Regions from separate parts of the Mus musculus genome. Here regions 1 and 3 are each linked to region 2. The links are chromatin contacts, called in public Hi-C maps. All regions are on one chromosome and are shown on one strand. The core of a region is the stretch at or near the end of the contact, and the rest is flanking DNA. Distances in the headings are between cores, read along the strand shown. Region 1 has its middle 13 kb from the start of Gm36011. Region 2 has its middle 36 kb from the start of Gm35894. Region 3 has its middle 8.2 kb from the start of Gm29683.

What was found. A called contact is a pair of places that touch in the nucleus more often than the background predicts.
Region 1: a contact with region 2 is called in a Hi-C map of liver, with 2.0 times the contacts expected there. The contact joins two enhancer-like sites.
Region 3: a contact with region 2 is called in a Hi-C map of liver, with 3 times the contacts expected there. The contact joins two enhancer-like sites. A contact is called at or near these places in 3 of 484 Hi-C or Micro-C datasets (cardiomyocytes, liver and rod photoreceptor) and 5 of 115 datasets of contacts at active chromatin or transcription factors (craniofacial prominence, embryonic limb bud, fetal liver and 2 more).

Annotation. Positions count from the first base shown.
Region 1 is chr7:71,127,201-71,131,627 of GRCm38.p6, reverse strand. No RefSeq gene overlaps it. Among named protein-coding and RNA genes, the nearest start is that of Gm36011, 13 kb to the right of the region's middle. Within about 2 kb of position 2,522, at least 5 of the 459 cell types and tissues checked have an H3K27ac peak or open chromatin away from gene starts, as enhancers often do. A contact at or near this core is called in liver, where this site is marked.
Region 2 is chr7:70,621,305-70,626,047 of GRCm38.p6, reverse strand. No RefSeq gene overlaps it. Among named protein-coding and RNA genes, the nearest start is that of Gm35894, 36 kb to the right of the region's middle. Within about 2 kb of position 1,822, at least 103 of the 459 cell types and tissues checked have an H3K27ac peak or open chromatin away from gene starts, as enhancers often do. A contact at or near this core is called in liver, where this site is marked.
Region 3 is chr7:70,343,601-70,348,412 of GRCm38.p6, reverse strand. No RefSeq gene overlaps it. Among named protein-coding and RNA genes, the nearest start is that of Gm29683, 8.2 kb to the right of the region's middle. Within about 2 kb of position 2,037, at least 70 of the 459 cell types and tissues checked have an H3K27ac peak or open chromatin away from gene starts, as enhancers often do. A contact at or near this core is called in liver, where this site is marked.

The sequences.
Region 1 (4,427 bases), core at 1,273-3,772, 500 kb before region 2:
TCTAGCCTTCTAGCAGAGAGTCCTCTTCCCCCACATGAGTGGGTTTTATACTGCTAAATGATGTGATGGAGCACGGTTAAGTACCATTATGCTCCTGGCTTCCAGCCATCAAAATGGGGAAGAAGAAATCCTATTCTTTATACAGTTTTGCTTAGTGGCTTCTTAAAGATTCACTGTCCCCAGGGAGAGGAGCAGTGGTCCAACTGTGTATACTTTAAACACACATGCACATGGACCGGCACCTTGCCTTATCAACATGTATTAATTCTGCATAATAATGAGCTTTATTGGGACATTCCCATACATGTATATAATATGCTTTCTCCATGTTCACCCACATATTGCCCTTCTTTCCTGCCACTGTTCCCACCTGCTAAACCAATGCTACAGAACAAATTCCCTTCGGAATAGCCCCCATTCTACTTTTTGTCAGACAGATGGGGGTGGAGAGGAAGGGAACAGAAGAAGGGGATGGGGATGGAAAGCGAGGGGGAGGGGAAGAAACATCTCATTGAGCTTTATTAAAGTCTCTTACAGTAGCAGGGGTGGGGGAGGGGTTGTGTACAGTCACTTGGGCATCTTAACAGAAAAATAATCTTTAAAGAAATGACCATTAAAATAATCTTCTCCCCATTCTTTATTAGTTCTTTAATTTTGCCATTACAGTTCTCTGACATTTCCTGATAAAGTAAACAACTGCAAGGAACGAGACAGCAACAGTAGCCTAACTGTGTTTCAGTAATTCATCAAGGGTACGATTAATTCAATAGTGGCATTACTAAATGAAAATGAGCAACAATTACTCTTTTATTATAAATACAAATGGTTGTCCATCATCCTTATTAATTATTGTTATTATGGTATAATAAGAATATTTGATGGGGACTGGATGTTAGGCAGAGAGCTGTATTCTTTCTCTCCCTCAAATACAACTGCTTTCTTTCTCTCATAGAAGTTGTCTCCGCAAAGCAGGTTTGGCATACCTCTTTTCTGAAATGAATGAATCTGTTTACAAGTACAGAATGTTTTCTTACTGCACACAGATTTGGTATGGCTTAGAAGAAAGCCCTCTCAGGTGGCCTTTTCATTTTCCATTTCTCATTGTAGTTTGTCTGATTTTGGCAGTCTTAGGATTGTACAAATTAAGGAGGAACACAGAAGTAGGGTCTAATGTTCTTACTTCTGAGGGACCCAAGCTAAGATAGACAGACAGGATTATGGTCAGATTGGGCCCTTTAACTCCTGAAAGTGGTCAATGCTTTTGCCAGTAATTATATCTATTTTTTTCACTCACCCTAGAACATTCTTTCTTTTCTGCTTTATATTTCTACACTTGGTTCAGACAACTGTAGCTGGAACTCTTTTCTGGGAAAATCTAAAGAAACATCTACTCCCTTCTTATAAGGCACCAGTGACAAAGCAAAGTTCAATTCTACCAAAGATTAACTTTGGACAATCAATGTACTCATTGGACTTAGTTACAAAGCATGAGTGAGGTGTGACTGACAGGAATAACTAACAGCCACACCAGAAAGTCCCACTCCGGTATGGATAATGATGTTCCCATAGATGCAGAGATGGAGTCCTCTTTGAGTTAACCTCCCACTCTCTACATATTCTATTATATCCACAGACTAAAAGGCCACTTGCAAAAAGACCATAGTCATATATGACTAGCTAACACATCCAGGAGAAGGTGGTAGGAATCTCAGATGAGGCCCCAGTGACCCTTCTCAATATCATCCTCTGTGATGGAACTCCCATGGTCCACAGGCATGAGGAGCTCTGTTGAGGGAGATAACTGTTATTCTACAACAATGAATCCCATTCAGGTATTGCTGTAGCTAATCTATATTACTTTGACCTTCTGTGCAGTTTTGAAATGTTGCTGTTGTGGTACTCAGTACCTGTTGATTTCAGTTGTTGATCTTCATGTTGAATCATATTTCTATGAATGGAGAAGTCCAACATTGTGGAAATAAATATGAGCAAGAGATTCCTTCTCACTCAGCTGGTAGAGGGCCTTCAGTTACTTATTTTCATCTTAGCCTATGCTAGAGAGAGCAATCCTTTGAAGACTTAAGGATGAAGTAATACAATTAAGGATGCTGGGAAAATAGTCTCTCTGTAGCAAATCCTCTGTGTGTGCGTGTGTGTGTGTGCACGCGCACGTGCACATGAAATTGAGAGCAAATTAGTGAATGAATGAATGAATGAAGGCTTTGTCTCCCTCCTCCAGCAGGAACTGTCCTAAAACAAAGACCCATATAATTACATACCCCAAATTAAACAAACCTATATAGATCAGCCGGCTTAGGAAAAATCTTTTATTTTACAAAAGGCTCTTCATTTCATACTTCTCATTCTGTCATTCTGGGGAATGACACGAGTTAAGGAAGAACACAGAAGTTAGCATTTAATGTTTTTACTTTGAAGATACCCAAGCTAAAACAGACTAGGACACAGTATCTCTTCAATCAATATTTGCTTTGTGGTTAATTTATTACTTATTCTTCTAAAGCTAATAAGATAGAGACTTGGTTTGCTGTCTGTGGTGTTATTTCTAGGTCTGGAATTTGTAGCAGGTGGAACCTAATAAAAGGAAATTATGTCATTGGGGTATGTGCTTGAAGAGGATCTGGTGAGCCCTACCCATTCTTTCATGACTCCCACGAGGTGAGTTTGTTTCCCCTTATGTCATGGTCATCATAACATGATGTCTTACTACATAACCCAAGGCAAGTGGGACAAGGTACAATGGATTAGAATCTACAAAACCAAGCATTAAAGTAAATCTTTCATGATTTGAAATAATGACCTCAGACTCTTCTTTTTTCATAGCTATAAAAAGTCGAGTTATGTACTAAATTAATAAGGTTCTTTTATTGTCAAAATATCAGCTCCAGGACTTCTTGAATATTTTCTGCCATTTGAGTTCTTTCTACATACAAGGGGAAACTATTTGATCTTAAATCTATCTAACATATCATCTATCATCAGTAAGAGTAAATTTCAATGCTATAGAGCTGTTTATAGTGTGCTTCCCTTAGTAACTTACTAATTTAGTAAGATACAATAGTCAACTCAGGAATTCCTCTGCCATCATCCTACATAAACCCAAAAGGCTTGAAGTGAATCTGGTGCAACACTTTGATATTACATGTAGGACGGCATCTTATTGGCAAGAACAAAGTATGTTGAGACATCGTGTCTTCACCTACAAAGCAAGAAGAGGAAAGAAAATATAAAGCAGATTGATTTACTGAATTTGTCCTTTCCTCACACAAATAGTGTATGTATAACCTGGAGTCACCACACCAAAATACACAATGTAAGGGCTGAGAAAGATGGGTTAAAACATGGTATGACCTCCTCCTGCGGTTCCAAGGGGAGAAGTCAGGGAGATGATAGTTAAAGTGCAGTTGCAATTCACTTCCCCTTAGTCAGAATGATCCTTTTTTTTCCCGAAGTTCAACATTTTTGTGTGATATCTATGATTGGAATAGTTCAAAATTATACTGTGAATTAGAATTGGAAAGAAGGAATTTATACAAGGAAGGAGAGTTTTCAAGTGCTTTATCAGTAAGTGCAGAAAGGGTACAGGCAAGAAGAGCACATGGAGGTCAAAAGAATTCTCAGGGCACAAGCCTACTAAAGTGTTAGCTGTTAGGTGAGCACATGCTAATGAAAGACTGTGTGCATATATGTACATGTGTGTGTATGTATGTATGTGCACATATGTGTTGGGGTGAGGATTCTGGTATCAAACATGGGTTCTTGCTCAAACTAAGTATGGATACTTATATGTCATAAGTATGTCACTATATGTAAACAAGACCGCACATTGGGGTGGGAACAGAGTACTTGGGTATCAGAAATGAGAATGGAGCTTTGGGCATAAGGAATTCACCCATTCTAAGTTCTGACTATGGTTGGGATATGGATGTCCAGAAATAAGAGTATAATTAAAAGTTAAGTGGGAATTGGCATCTTCAAGAGGGAAGAACAAGAATTCCCCACAGTGTTGTATGGTGTAGCAAACGGAAGATGAACTTACCCATAAGTTTTCAGAATTGTAAAACTTGTCAAAGTCTAGTGTTTTATAAAATAGTTGACAGACACTCCAAGTAGGTAAATAAAACAACAGGATCAAAAGAGCTGGAAATGGCAACCATAAAGTTTTAATTATGGTTTTAAATGTTTAAACATATAATGGGAGAACTAACATCCATAAAAAAAGGAATAATGGATTATAAAATAAAGTAATTGACTATATGGTAAATTAAGGAGAATTCTGTACATAAAACAAGTCCTGCTTGGTGAAAATTTAAATTCCCCCCAAACACGGTTGAAACAGTAGATTAGAAACCATGTAAAAGAAAATTATGGAAAGAGGCAATAGAAAGATGTCAGAGACCTGAAATGAC
Region 2 (4,743 bases), core at 573-3,072:
CCCTGTACAAGATCAGTACTACTGCCTCAGTGCAACAACACAAAGATCTCTTTCACCACACGACCTCCTCTGGAGAGCTCTCTTTGGGGGCCCGCCTCAGAGCTCTGAAGGACCTTCCTCCGGACTCTGCGGGCACAGAGTCAACCGGTCACAGTCTGATCTGGGACTTAGAAGGATTTGGGGTGCATGTCATACTTCCAGACCCTTCTGATCCCATCAGGTCCGGGACCCAGGGCTAGTGGCCTGCCAGTCTCCCCTGCCCCCAGGAGCTCCGTCTCTTTAAAAGGGAAGCAGGGTCGATTCCAAGGAGCTACAGGTAGACAGAAGAGCTAGAACCCGATCTAGGGCAGGGCAGGTGAAGCTGGCAAGGTCAGCCATTCAGTCACCAGGTGGTGCATTTAATTTAAAAGGAGTGTTAACCTTGTTTATACAAAATAACACCAATATGGAGGGAAGCCGTAAATCCGTTGTCGTTAAACAGTGGGGAGCCGCTGGCTCTGGCAGCCTGCCCACCAGCGACGTGAACTCGGCTGGCACTGAGCGTGCAGGAGCACGGCCCGGGCGGGCTTGCCAGCCTAGCCAGAGAAGGCCGGAGCTGCTCCCTCTCTGCCCACCAGATGACTCTTCGCATTCTTGTCAAATATATTTAGAACAAGAGGTGTCCGCTTAAAGAGACGCATTTGTTAATCACTTAAATGCAGGCGTTTGGCCGCGAGCCAAGTTTACCTTTATAAATATGTAGGATCGGTTTCCAGCTAGGCAGACAACTCCTGGGTGAGATCTCCTCCCCCCCCCCCCCCCGCACCCTTCTCTGGGGCAAGCGTCTCCTCCAATCGACCTAAGGTGCATGTCCCTAACACCTTATTAATTTTGTAGCCGGCGGGGGTTTCCTGAGCCCATGCCAGTCTTCTATCTGAAAGTTAAAGGAGATAAACACACGCTGGCCCTGCACAGAGAGGAGAGCGGTGTTTCTTTAAGTAAGGAGCAGATTAGAGTTAAATTCCTGTTGACTGGAGAGCCGGTGTCCACATCCTTCTGTTTACCAGCAGCTGTCCCTGTTAATGACACTCTGATAACTCTAGAGCTGCCCTGGTCAGCGGTGGGTGAAGCAGATAAAGACGCCACTGTTAAACAGCCCAGACCTCCACTTCTCTCTCACTCCTTGACTGAAGAGTCAGTGAAAAGTGCCCAGAAGAGGCAAGCCCTGGGTGCCCTGGCATTTGCTCCCCAACTTGCGAGTTCATAGTCCAAAAGCCCTGGCTGTTCAGGCAGTCTACTGCAAAGCTGATGAAAATTCCAGCAGTGGAGACTGGAAGGGCAGGGTGGGGGCGGGGAGAGCAGCTGCCTAGCCGGGTCAGAAGGTCAGCCGTAGGCATCTTGGAGAACTCTCCTCCTCCTGGTTTAGTAGCAAGGACACTTCCCTGCCCCCCAACCCGACGAACAGAGATAGTTAACATCTCGGGGCCTCAGCAAAGAACCACAGCTGTCCTAGGGTCGTTAACCACAGGGAAGTCACGTTTAATATTTGGAACAATCGCCCTCCAAAGATTTTATTGTTGTAGGGGACTTTGCCCTGCACCCTGGTGAATACCCTTGAGTCTGCAGCCAAAACCGCAGGCGAGAAGATTAAAGAAAGGTGCCTAAAGTGACTTGGAAAGGTTAGTGGCAGTGTATGAGCTGGAAGCCAGCTCCCTATCTGTTATTCGTTCCAGGCAGACAAACAGATATTTAAATTTCCTACTTGAAGCAGGCAGACAGCAGCTCTCTAGCTTCTTCTTACACTGGGGAACCTGCCAAGCCCTCACCTGGCTCAGCTCCCAGCCTGGGTGATCCCTGGGCTTTCTAAGACCCACCTCCAGCCTGCTTAATTCCTGAATACAACCCACGTGAAGATCAACAAACGCAGAATCCCATAATCCCTTTCGTGCTCTAACCAGTGAAGCAGACATACCTCCAATCAAGGCCAGGCCTCGGACAAATTGATTTCTGCTTTTAGAAAGTGTAAATATTTTTGCTTCTTTTCACCTAATTTTTGTCACCTGAAGTATGCCCCTGATTTACTCCAGGAGATACTGAGGGGGTCAGGGAGGTAAAAGGTTAGCCAAGTAGGGTGAGCTGTTCAAAAGAAAAATGAGCTTACTTGGAGTCCAGGTGATTTCCTTAAGAAGGTCTAAAAAGGTCTTTGATATTATTATGAGACTAACAAGGCAGGGTATTTCTCTTTCTTTTTCTTTTCTTTTTTCTTTTTCTCTTTCTCTTTCTGCTTCTTTTTCATTTTCATTTTCTTTTCTTCTTTTTCTTTTTCTTTTTCTTTTCCTTTTTCTCTTCTTTTCTTTCTTTCTTTCTTTCTTTCCTTTTTTTTCTTCTTATTTTTTTCTTTCAAGACAGAATTCTTCTATGGAACAAAGCCTACTCCTGAACTAGCTTTGCAGACCAAGCTGGTCTCAAAATCACAGAGGTCCTATTGCTTCTGCTTTTGGAGTTCTGGACTTAAAGGCATGCTTCACTACCCCTGGGCTGAGACAAACTATTCTAATACACTGTCTAGGGCACCATAAGGTCTGTGATCCATATTTCCAAACTGTAACATCTCCACAAATATCTTTACACAAAACATTCTAAAATGACTCCTTCTTTACAATGTAATTGGATTATTGTCTTGGTGTGTGTGTGTGTGTGTGTGTGTGTGTGTGTGTGCTTGTGTGTGTATTCAAGTTTTCCTATGTGTGTGGGTGCATAACTGTGGAGGTCAGTCTCCAGTTTTGAGAAAGGTTTTCTCAATGGCTTGGAGCTCACAATTATTCGTGAGTCCAACCATTGTGCATGAGTCCAAGAACCCTCAGGCATCCAACCATCTCCACCTCTCTAGCACTGGAGGATTACGGTTACATACACTCCATGTCTTGCTTTTACTCAGAGGTTCTGGGGATAGAAGTCAGATTGAACTGAACCGCTTACTGACTAAGTCATCTCTGTAGCCCTAGATTGTTAACTCTTTATGGGAGATTTTAAATTAGCAGTTGCTAATGAGTTGACTCTTGTCTCCACAAAATTCCTAGCTGAGAGTGCAGAGCCTCCAGTCCCTCAGAATACCACTTGGCTAGGTTCCATTTAGAGATAATAAAGTTAAAGTGAGTTCATTACAGTGAGCTCTAATCCTAAATGACTGATATCCTTGTAAAAGGCGGAAATTTACAAACAGTTAAGCCTGAAAGGAGCCAAAGACACAGATTGCCTGCCCCCAGTAGCCCTTAGAATGCTACCCACCCTCTTATTTAGGAGGGCCACTGAGATGGCTCAGAGGGCGAGGTGCCTACTGTTAAGCCTGACAAAGTAAGTTCAATCCCCAGTACCCACATAATAGAAGGGGAGAACTGACTCCCATGGCCACATGCAGACCATGGCACTTGCATGCCTCCATGTGTGTAGGAGCATACACATGGACACACCCACACAGAATAAATAAGAAGAAAGCAAGCATCCTCACATCTATACGTCCAGATTCTAGATATATACTAAACCAAGTTGAGAGTTGGTTTGGTTTGATTTTTCAGTATCATTCAGTACCAGGGGCTGAGCTTAGGCAAACAAGCTAGGCAAGTGCTCCACCACCGATCATCACTTTAATAAGACATTTAAGTTGTCAGGCAGGACTTGAATTTGAGATCTTCCTGCCTCAGCCTCTGGAGTTGTTTAGACTCCTGACCTGTGCAATCATCCACAGCAGATTCCAGTTGTTGGAGCCCACCAGTCTCTGTTGACTGATTAAAAGAGCCCTAGCTGATATGTTGATTTGCACCATGTTGGGAAATTTAAATACCCTCTAGAACAATGGTTCTCAAGTCTCAATGCTGTGACCTTTCAATATAGTTCCTCATGGTGTAGTGATGCCCAACCAGAAAGTAATTTTTGTGACTACTTCATAACTGAAATTTTGCTACTGTTATGAATAGTATTGTAAATATCTGCTATCCAGGTTATCTGATACCGGACTCTTCAGAATCTTAGGCAAAGTGGCCAATGCTTTTAACTGCGGAGTTATCTCTCTGGGCCCCTAGCATTAACACTTTAAGTAAAACAGTAATGAATTAATATAGATGACTTATAATTCCATTTAGTATTTCATTCAAGAAGATCTTGCATTTCTTACTTGTGTGACATGAGCCTATTTGGAAAAGTTTATGCACTTTTTGCTCATCTTACATGTATCAACCACTCTTTCAACATTAAAATGTTCTCTAATCAAGAGAAGTACATCTTGTACAGTAAAGCATATTTACAGTAAACACAGGCCAGTTAAATAAGTACCAATTAAGGGGATTGTACCTTCCTTAGTGTTTTTCATCAAATTACATAGACTAGAATCGGTTCTGTCTAGTGAGCTGCGGTATGTGCCGGATTCCTCTCCATCATTTCACCCACAGTTTTGATGCATAATATAATTGATGGTTTAAAAGTGTATGGTAGGTTTTTGTCAAAGACCTAGGGTTGAACTGAGATTATAAATAATCATAGTCAGTCAGGAAGGCTTGTTGAGCAGGGGCTGTGGATAAAGTACCAGAAGGAGAAATAAAGAATGCAGGAGCCACGTGTTCACATCTGGGTCGTTAAGGATATAGTTGGTGGAGAGGGAAAGAGGGTAAAGGAGACTTACACTTACATGTGATCTATCAGAAGTCCAAAAGAAAACAAACTTAAGATCAGAATTATGGACCTTTTTGTGCCATTCATAGATATAGATCT
Region 3 (4,812 bases), core at 788-3,287, 280 kb after region 2:
TCACAAGGCTGTCGGAGTAGAGGCACTGAGCTGTTAGGGACAGGGCTCTCTAGAAAGCGTTAGGCCCTATAATGTCTTGGGCACCCCTTCAGGCTCAGCATTCTGAGTGGAAGTGTGTGTGTGGGGGGGGGGGCTAGCCCAGGACAAGTTCTCAGTTAAGAGAACTCTCAGTTAAGAGAGTCCGAGGCTTATAGAGGGTATCCAGAGTTCGTTTTGGTGATGGACAGAGAAGGAATCCTGCCTTCCAACTTGCCAGGTCTAAGAGCCCTCTAAGCCTGCGGGGATACCCTGCTGGATGGTAGAAACATCTGCTTATACTGCAAAAGGCCTGGCCTAGCTCTGTACTTATTTTATTGGGAGATGTGAGGCAAAGGGTGTCCTAAACAGGGTCTTAGGCCTCTGAAGTTCGGTAAGTCCCTCCTATTTCTTCCTAGTTTAGCTGGAGAGATCTGATAGAAAGTGAAGAGAGGGTCGGAGGCAGCGTGGGCATCCCTTGTGCTCTGGCAGAGAGAATAGGAGACCCCCATGCGGGAATTGATGGGGACAAGGAAAGGGAAACCCCGACCTGCTAGTGGGGCGGATGCTTCCCTCTACAGCCTGAGACTTCCCGTGGCTCTCGCCTTGCGCCTAGCTTCGTCAGGCAAGCCTTGTTAATAACGCCCAGGCTCGATGGCCCCCGCCCTCCCCATCTCTCCACGCTTCATCCCTCTGCCTTACCACCCCCCTCCCCACCTCTTCCTTCCTTCCTGCAAATGGGTGTTAACGTGGGTCTTTATGTTCTGTCTATAACTAGGATGTAATCACGCGCCCCATGCCTCTCTCTAAAAGCATTTAATAAATGTCTATTAAAGCGCTACAAATGTAAGATGAATTTAGTGGCGCGGCTGCCTCCCTGAATCCAAACGGTAATGATGGATTTATCAACGGGGATTCGCCTTCAGCACAGCGAGGGAGGTTTACTCAGCAAATACGTCGGCGAGCACCCACCCAAATACAATCATTTGACCCCCTGCGGGCGTTAGCCGCTGTGTCCCTTCCCAAAGCTAGGCAGGCAGGTCAGGGTCGTCGGGGCCAACTCAGACCCAGGAGGACCAGAGGGGAGGTCTCATCCATCTCCTGGTGTCTAAATCCCTCCTCCTCTGTCAAAGGCCTTGGATCTTCCTCTCTTGGAGAGTGTGTAGGTACCTGGCCTACAGATTTACAGGTGGGGAGCAAAGGTTCTAAGGGCAGAATGAAGTGTGACATCACTGAGTGCTCCAGCATCCTTCTTGGTTTGGCAGAGATAGCGATTGCTCCTGAGTCTGCAATTGTGTAGCTTAAATGTTCTGGCTTTGACTAGATTCTCAAGGCCTGGGATGCTGTCTGACTGAGTTAGGGCACAGCTCTAGGACAGATGCCTCTGGTCTTCAGGCCTCCGGAGAGGCGAGTATGTCTATCCACCTTACCTCACACTCCTTAATCCCACTAAGACCAACCAGAGGTAGCCTTCAAGAGTGGGGCAAAACTTCTAGACCTTTTCCTCTAACCTGATCCTGTTCCTCACAACCTGACCCTGCCTTGTCCACCTGGTCATTTAAAGTTCTCTGGACCATGGATTTTCAGAAATTGGTTTGGGTTGTGATCTTTAACACCCACGGTCCCATGAACTACTATATTTTTATTCTTTTTCTTTTCTTTTCTTTTTGTCTTTTCTCTTCCTCCCCCACCCCCTTTTTTCCGAGGAGGGGTTAGTGCTGGCCTGTTCCATCAAGCCCAGTTCGCATTTGCGTTGGCTTCTGAATTCTCTTTCTTCTTTGGAAATTTCATTGAGATGTCTCTGTACTCCGCTTGTCAGTTATCTTTGTTCCTCTTAAATAAAGGGCTTTTAAATGGACTTATTGCTCCCAGCGTGGGTTCCTCTCTCTAAATGTTAGAAAATTGTGCCATCTACCCGCTATGCCGAGTACTGTCACACTTGGAGACCTTGGGGACCTCCGGACTGGCTTCAATGCTGCAGTGTCAGGGGCCGCTGCGGGCAGCAGGAGGAGGGGCGGCTCACGTGGATTTTTACAGCTCTCCGCCTGCAGCCAGCCCTCGTGGCCGCGACAGGGCATGGCCCGCGATGCGCGGAGCCTCCTGCTTTCTGGCGGCCAGGAACTTGGCTGCAGCGCTTGATCCCGGACCAAATCGCAGGCGTGGCGCCGGGGCTCTTCCCTTCTTCGTGAAGCTGTTGCCGGAGGAGGCACCTGGGTTGGCTTTAGACTGGGACAGCCACTATGGGTCACGGATAACAGAGGACAATGGGGCGAATAGGGCCTGTCCGGGAGGGGCAGAAGGAGGCTGTCGCAGCGCTGTTAAAGAGCTCTCGGCAACGGCAACGTCTGCATGGAGACTGAAGCCGGAGGAGAGCAAGAGCGGCTGAATGCCTTCCCACGGCTCTTGGCCAGAGAACTCCTGGCCCCGTAGTTGGGATACAACTTTCAAATTTGTTCTAGTCCTGTTCGAGAAAGGGCAGAACTTTCCTTAAGTGGAATGCGGTTTTGATGGAACGCTTCAGAACAAGTCAGGTGTATGGTGTGGGGTCTCCTCGCCATGACCCCTCCGGAGTAAAACACCACCCACAACCGCAGGTTATTTTGAATGAGTTAAAATGGATTAACAGTTTAAATTTTATTATGTAGCTACCCCTTTCAGATCTCCCCCCCCCCAATTTAACCCATTAGGGGTATTAGCTATGTTTTTTCCTTCCAAGTGTCAGTTGAGTATTTATGCTTTTGCAGAGGGGGAAAATCTTCGATACGGCGTATGGCTTTTATTACATGTTTCACACTGTTCAAGAAATGGAGTTTTAAGCAACATACAATTAAATCTATATTGCTGTTTGGAGGAGGGCCAAGGAACTCGGCAATCAATTAGTTTAGATCTTTTGATACTTGTTGCTAAAATACAAGTATAAAACTACAACCTTCAGGGCTAGCTGCTCCCCTCCTTTTAACAAGAAAGCAGGCTAGTTAGGAATGTCAGAAGGAATGGCAGTTGCTCTTGCCTCCAGTTTATCCTTTGAATTCTTCAGTGATACTCACAGATTTTTTTTTCTACTTCCTCCTTGCCTTCCCAACAGTTTCTTGTCTCCTGTTTTTAGCTTTGTTTTAGGATTTTGTTAATAAATTTACTTTTTAATTGTATTATTTACAAGTGACTTTTTCACTCATTACTTTCTTTTTCTTCTCCTGTAGCCTTACACCCAAGAAGGAAAACGGCTTAATATCTACCAAAGTACACTGTTTTCCCAACAAAGGCAAATTTTATTCTTTACAGCCAGTGCAGGGGGGGGGTCTCTCTTGTTTCTTTCTTTCTCTCTATCTCTCTCTCAAACAAAATAAAACAAAACAAACCCCACTATTTCATTAGTAATCATTTACATGGAGCAGAAACTGCTGCTTCTGTCAAAGTGTCACCATTTATGTCCCTGCCTGTCTCTGGGGCAGTCCCTTAGGCTATTGGTACTCTTTTTTGGCCTCCCTGCTTCGTGAGAATAAAGGAGTGAATATCTAGCCCAGAAGACAAAGAGGGGAGCCTATGGGGTCTCCATAGCCCATAAGTGGCTGCAAAGGCAGAGAGAGAGTTCTGGAAAGAGGGGTGCTGATATATTTTTAAAACCTTTCCCCTCAGCATGGTCTCAGCTCCCCCCATCCCCCACCCCCGCTTGTAGGGGTGGGGTCTAGGACAAAAAGTCCATCTCCACCTCTGTCCCCTTCACCAGCCAATGATAGCCAAACTATCACCTCCTCCAGCATGGGGTGTTTAGAATATCCCTTTCTTTCCAAAAAGGTTCAGAACCCGGTGAAGTGTCTGGGCAGAGTGGAGTGCCCCTAATAGCCTTCAGAAGTGTCACTTTTCTTCCCAGGAAGTGAAGACTCCGTGACAGGTGGGTCGTTTGCTTAGACCTAGGGCACAAGCCTGGCAGGTCACGGCTCCCTGCTCCAGTAGGCTCCCCACTGATATGACCATGAAAAAAACTTCTGCCCTAATTGCTAGAAGGTCTGGGAAACATTTTCTCTGCGCTAATTTTATATTTCCCCTTTCCCCCTTCCAACATTAAACATAATTTTGCGCTGTCAGTGTCACTAAGATTGCGGTTTGCTGATGTCTCTACTTGGAAACACGACCTCCTCGCCTCCAATAAGGAGTCACTGCCTCCCCATCAGGAACTTCTGGGGTTTTGTGACAACGCAGAGAAGAAAGGGAGGGGAGAGGGAGAGAATGAACAAGGTAGTAAAGACAGTCCGAGGTCCAAGATTCCAATGCCTCTTAGCCTGTGATGGAAGTAGAAATGTTCGGTTGTTAGCTTATTTGTTTAATAAAATCCATCCCCCCTCGTGTGTGTGTGTGTGTGTGTGTGTAAAACAGAGAACCACTTTTAAGAATTTCCTGTTGTATTCCAGTTTGTTTGTTTTTGTCCTCTCTCTTCATCGGCTGTCTCTCTTCTTTACCAACACCACCTGGACCCACTAAGTTCCTCTGGCCAGGCAGAAATTCTCTGACCCAGTGGTAGTGCTCCTAGACATAAAAATCCATTTTGTTCCTTACGTGGTTTCACTGAGGGCCTGTTCTCTGAATCCTTTGGTGACTGACTAGAGCCGAAAGGATAAAGTGACTCGGAATTTCCTTGGCTTTGTGCATCCCACCATCCAGGAAAAGGCACTGAGCTAGAACACAGACAGGTTTGGTTTGCTCTCCGCTCTGCTCTGGACTGCAGGACTGGTAGCTGTGTACTTGTTTTTCTTTTCATTGCAAAGAGCTGCTAGTTGCTCTCTGCTGTCTGTATCAGTA